Regions from separate parts of the Mus musculus genome. Here region 1 is linked to region 2. Evidence: chromatin contacts called from public HiChIP or PLAC-seq data. All regions are on one chromosome and are shown on one strand. The core of a region is the stretch at or near the end of the contact, and the rest is flanking DNA. Distances in the headings are between cores, read along the strand shown.

Evidence for each region. HiChIP or PLAC-seq counts read pairs in DNA pulled down with a chosen protein or histone mark.
Region 1: a contact with region 2 is called in an H3K27ac HiChIP or PLAC-seq map of embryonic fibroblasts, with 23 read pairs. The contact joins the enhancer-like site here to the promoter of Clec3b in region 2. A contact is called at or near these places in 13 of 39 promoter capture datasets (the 3T3-L1 cell line, HPC-7-derived erythroid cells, cranial neural crest and 9 more), 1 of 15 datasets of contacts at CTCF or cohesin (CD8 T cells), 45 of 484 Hi-C or Micro-C datasets (8-cell embryo, the AML12 cell line, B cells and 27 more), 28 of 115 datasets of contacts at active chromatin or transcription factors (CD4 T cells, CD8 T cells, the NIH/3T3 cell line and 21 more) and 4 of 9 other capture datasets (adipose tissue, liver, macrophages and 1 more).

Annotation. Positions count from the first base shown.
Region 1 is chr9:123,236,434-123,239,456 of GRCm38.p6, reverse strand. No RefSeq gene overlaps it. Among named protein-coding and RNA genes, the nearest start is that of Cdcp1, 22 kb to the right of the region's middle. Within about 2 kb of position 1,411, at least 112 of the 459 cell types and tissues checked have an H3K27ac peak or open chromatin away from gene starts, as enhancers often do. A contact at or near this core is called in 8-cell embryo, the AML12 cell line, the C2C12 cell line and 17 more, where this site is marked.
Region 2 is chr9:123,149,481-123,152,217 of GRCm38.p6, reverse strand. It overlaps Clec3b (C-type lectin domain family 3, member b), which reads right to left and starts at 1,272. Exons shown (of 3, transcript NM_011606.2): 1 at 1,066-1,272. The coding sequence starts at 1,174.

The DNA.
Region 1 (3,023 bases), core at 162-2,661, 87 kb before region 2:
GTGTGTGTGTGTGTGTGTTTACCATAAAACTAAAAAGGGGACCATGAGACGGAATGAACAGATCTTAGAAGGAGAAGAAAGGAAAGGGTAACGAAACTCATGTGATATGGCTGCCAAAGGCGCCCAGTGAGGGAAAGACAAGAAAAATGGTGGAGGATGGCCAGGGAATGCACTTAAGTCAGACACCAGGCTCAGGGATGTGTCTGGCGGAGGGGGAGGGGGAGGGGGAGGGAGAGAGACTGGGAGAGAGAGAGAGAGAGAGAGAGAGAGAGAGAGAGAGAGAGAGAGAGAGAGAGATATTCCCCTGGGAGCAGCCATGAACCCAACCTCTTTCCCATACTGGCTGACATCACATTTCCCGACACTCACGGAGATGCATATTTCCTCATTACAGTTTAAGAATATATCTACATTATTAAAACAAAAGGCTCATTTGAGAAGCCTGTAGTTGAGCTATCAGAAAGGGAGTGTGTCCCCTGTACAAGCCAGATCCAGGAAGCAGTTCCCCAAGCAAACAAAACAATGAAAAACTGACTCTCTTCCACCCATATAGTAGAATAGAAAACAGAATGTCCTGGCCTGTGTTAGCTGCCTGAGCAGACACACACCAGCCTGCCTTCATTTGCATGGAGGGAACTGTACTGGAAATGCATGGCCAGCATCTTACCCTAACCCCGGGAGGCTCCCTCCACAGCGGAGAGCCCACATCGCTGTATTCTTCTATTATTTTCTGCTGCTCTCTTCAGTGTACTAAATAAACTTGTCCTTCTCCCAACTTGGATCTAAACAGTACATTCTTTCACTGACCCAGGAAGTTCCCCAACCCAGATTGGTAATTCAGCTTTTTTTTTTTTTTTTTCCTGCTGCAATTCTTTAAAAAAAACCTGATGAGCCTCAGCCTAGAAGAGAGTTTGCCTGGGGTCCTCTCTCCTGCTATAACTGCCAAGTTTCTTTGTGTTCCCATGTATTTCTTCCCCATAAACAAGAACAATACTTAGGTGCTACTGTGGACATGGGCCAATTTGTGAGCTGAACTAACCAGGGCTATAGGGCTTGACAGTAATTACAGCCCTCAGAGTTACTTCTGCAGGGACTCACCCACCACAGGTCTCTGTTGGTTTGTTTGTTTTGTTTTGTTTGTTTGTTTGTTTGTTTGTTTTAAAAACAGAAGGCAGATTATATCTGCCTTCCAGGGACGGGCAGTCTGGAAACATGTCTGCATTGTGGGGTAGGGGTTCTTTAATTCTAGCATGTTCTGAAATAATAGCTTTTAAAGAGTACTTTTGACTTAGTTTCCTAAAGACAAGCCTCCTTATCCACCATCCTCCCCACCCCCACCCCCACCCCCACCCCATACACAATAGAATCTCAAGTTCCTGATCTTCATTTCCTGGAGGCAGATGAAAGCTGGGAGGCTGGCCAGGGACCTGCCCACAACATCCAGAGCTTGCCCCTCTTGCCTGTTCCCACAGGCTTTCCACTAAGCTGCATTTTTCTTTCTAGTTCCCTCAGCCTCTGTGGCAAACCCCCACCCTGAGAGAAACTGAGCCGGGTGAGTCTGCACATTGCCCCCTGCTGACTCACCTGCCAGCCTGTGCTCAGTCAGCACCCACCCCAGCACCCAGGGCGGGTGTCTGTCCCTCACATTTGCATTTCTCTCTACCACATCTACTGGGCCAACTCCTTTAAGGGTAGCTCTAGCTTCACTGCCCACAAGCCCACAGCTTGTATGGCCCCGCAAAAGTGCAGAAACTAAAATTGCTCTTGGGCCAGGTAAAGAATTCTTCAGGCAGCCACATGGAGCTGTGTGTCTCTACCCAGCATCCTTAGAAACTGGGTCTCTAGAAGGGGAAAGCAGGAATCTGCATGTCCCCTTGTGTTCCCATGGACCTTTGAATGCCCTAGAATCAGGGAATTGGTTTAGATTTCCCCCACACTTGAGAACTACATTCCAAGTCAGAGCCTACAAAAAGTAACTTCTCTTTCCCTTCCTGGTGTGAGTCTGAGCAGCCAAGGAGGAGGCCTCTCCTAGGGTCATGCCAACCCCATGACACTCAGTGTTTGCAAGTTGGGCATGCCCATACCCTACTCTCAACTCATGTCTGTCCATGACCCTGAAGACCAGCATGCCAAGGAAAGATGAGACAAACAAAGATATAATTAGGAAAAAGGTATGGGTGTCATCAAGCCAAGCCAAGAAGGAGCAAGGTCCTAAGTATGACTCTGACCCATCCAGGGTTACTAGATTTAACAAACGTGCAGCCCAGATGCCCACATAAAAATGAGCCTCAGATATGCAATGGCTTTTATGCACACACACAGTTTGGGACATATGTAATTACTGCAAAGATTGTTTATGGCTTCAGTCTGTCTGCTGTGTGGTAGCCCTGACTTCAAGAGTAGGCAAGACAGTGCTGACCAGAAAGCTCAGGAAAGCCACCAGGTTGTAAAGAAAGACAGGAAACAAACAAACAAACAAACAAAAACCACACTATCAGGCTAATGAGATAATGCAATGTAAGGAATTAAAATTCCACCCAGGAGTCTTATGCTAGGGGAAGGAGGAACTTGCCTCTCAGGAGGAGATTTCATAGTTTTGACAGCTGGTCAGACAGTGATGGGCAAGACCATACCTTAAGTGGAACTGTTTAGCTGTGTGGTCTCTGACCCTCTATTTAAACCTAAACTTCACATCAGGATTCTGAAGATGGTCTTGGTTGAAGGGGTTGTGTGGTCAGCAGCCTGCTTGCTCTTTTCCATGTAGCCACACTGAATAAATCTTCCCCTGCTTCTATTACTTGCCTCTTTCATTGGCATTGGTGACAAATGGCTGAGCCCCTCTCATTAGGGCTACAAGACTCCAAGTTTTGATCCGAAACACTCCAGTAACAGGATGAATCATGAAGCCAAAAGAGGATGCCAGGCACCTCCTGGCACCGATGGCACCAGAGATTGGATTGTGAAGTTCCTTGTCCATTTCATGGTTTTTATTTGTTTTGTTTTATTTCTTCATTTACAGTATG
Region 2 (2,737 bases), core at 23-2,522:
ACAGCAGGAAGGAAGCGGCTTAACTCTAATGCTGGAGTTTTGTTTTGTTACTTTTTTTTTTTTTTTTTTGAGATGGGTTCTGTAGCCTTGGTTGGTCTCAAATTTGCTATACAGTTGAAGATAACCTTAAATTATAATTCTCCTGCCTCCACTTCCAGAGTGCTGTGGTTAAAGTGTTTCCCTTCACTCTGGATTTTATGTAAATTCTGAATCAAACTCAGTTTCTTGCAGCCACTGGGCAAGCAAGCACCCTACCGCTGGATTCTGCCTGCTCTTTGCTGTAGCCTTGTGTTCCAAGATGCTGATTTGTATAGTTCACTGTGGAGGCTCAGAGGGCCTGTAAATTTCTTCACACCCTCCCCTCTCTTTGGCTGGGTTCTAGGGCCCCATCTCTCTGACTCTTCCTGCCATCCTCCAAAGTCCTGTAGGGTGACAGCCTCAGTCATTACCAGAACGTTCCCCACCCATCCCAGGATGACCTCACTGCTGACAGGACTATGGAGGTAGGTCTTGCAGCCTCAACTTTTCAGAGGAGAGCAGAGATGCTCTGAGCTCATCTGAGGGAACAAGGCTGACACCCCATGGAAGTAAAAGTCCATCTCCCCCCATTCCCCCTCTGAGTTTGTCTCTGGAGGACTTTAAATATATTATTAAATGTTGTCTGCAAGTCTTTGAGCAAATTCCACCCTCCTGGGCTCACAGTTGAGGAAACCCAGTCTGGTGCTCCCTGTTGGGAACTGTCCATCTCCAAGCCGGAGGTTTGATTTCTCTAACGTGTTGGGTGCCAGAGGAGGAGCAGATGTTAGTTTACAAAACCTAGTAAGATTATTCTCTGTTCTAAGAGTCAGGGACTCGAATCTCTGACAGCCATCCTTGCTATGAGAAATCCCCAAGCTCCAGGGGTCTCTCACCAAAGGTCCCAGAAGGACTCACCAACATCAGATATGGAGGGAGGATCATGAGGTAACCAGGAGGGTAGCTGCCCCCAGACTGTGACTGCTCCCCAGAAGATAAAGGAAAAAGCTGCTCCTAGGGCATTGGGAGGGACAGCTGCCCCCTTCTTACCTTTCTTGGCATTTGCAGCCTTCTTGGCCTTGGGAGTGGGTGACTCTGCAATGACCTGGGACAGGAAGGAGAAGAGGCAGAAGAGCAGGTAGGTGCCCCAAAATCCCATACTGCTGCTGCTGCCTGGGTCAGAAAGCAGTGGCCACTGCAGCCTGGGCTACACGTCTTAAGGCTGTGGACACAAGGACCTCAGCCTGGGAAACCCTCCCAAAACTTGGCTGAAGACATGTAAAAAAGAAAGAGAGAGAGAAAAAAAAAGTGAAGCAAGCCTGCCAAAGGAGAAAGGCTTGGGAGCCATAGCTACACTGCTGTGGACAAACACCCAGCAGCCTGGCCAGGCTCCGAGAAAGTCAGCATTTCAAAGGATTCTGACAGATAGCCAAAAGCTGTCATTGTTCAATCCATCCAGTGATCATCTCTCGCAGGAGCCAGATTGGGCCTAACATTGGCTTAATGAGTCTCTGCACCCACAGAATTGCCCTTTCCCATTTTGTTGAGGGAACTGGGGGTCCTTCCTCACATTTTTTCCCTCAAAAATCTGTCCTGAAGCCATAAGAGAGACAGAGCAAAAGAGGGGACCAGAGCAGAGAAGGGACCCAAAAGGCCTTAGAGCAGAGGTGCCAGAGAGGGAACCAGGGTGATGTCTCCTGGATGTGCAGTGAGGGGTATCAAAGCTCTGCAGGACAGAGGGAGGCATAGCCAGGAAAGTGGAGGTCCTGCAACAGTGCTGGATTCCAAGCATGGGAAGGAGGAACCCTGTAAGCAGGGGAGTGATGGCCAAGACCACAGGAACACCGATGGCATAAGCAGACCCTAGTAAAACAGTGGGCTTAAAAGCAGGGTTATCGGTGGGCCCCTGTGAATGTGAACATATCCAGAGAAATCCATATGTGTAGTCAACATAAGAATGCAGAAACATCTGACTCCCAGCTGTCCCTGAAAGGATCTTACTGCTACAAGCCATCCAAAGCCTTGAGTCCTCCTGGCATGTAAGTACAGAATGCAACATTCTACTCAAGGATTCAGAGCATGGCAGAGAGATGCTGGGTCCAAGGCTGGGGCAGGAAATGAACCCAAATTGTGAGAGACCAAACTGTGGGAAACTAAGTCCCGCCAGTAACTCTCACCCTAAAGATCCACTGACCCTTTGAAGGGAATTATGTCACCCCCTCCTTCATTGCCTCCACCTGGCACCTGAGACTGCCAGCTTCACTCCCTCCTTCACTTGGCACCTAGAACTGCTTAGATTAAGGCAGCTTCACCTTCTCCTCCATGTCTCCGTTTGGTGCCCAGGACTGTTTTAGGGCTGACATTCCAAGATAAGCTGCAAGAAGCCTGTAATCAGCATCCGCCCCAGATGTCCATCCCTTTCTCTGTATTTTATTATGCCCCTTCCTATTTTCTCTCACTGTGTGCTTATAATCAGGCTCCTAGCCTTCATTAAACAGACCTTGACAACTCTTTGCTTGGTCTTGCTTCCCTTTCTCCGCTCATTTCGTCTTTCAGGCCCTGGTCCTTCTCGACCCATGGAATAACTAAGTCCTGCTGGACGGGACACCAAATGTGTCTCACTGCCAGGAATCAAGCATACTTAAGAATGCTTAGGACCCATCAGTGGGAACAGCCAGCCTGAAGGAGTTCCTAAGGTGTGAACTCACCAGTGTTGGAGATT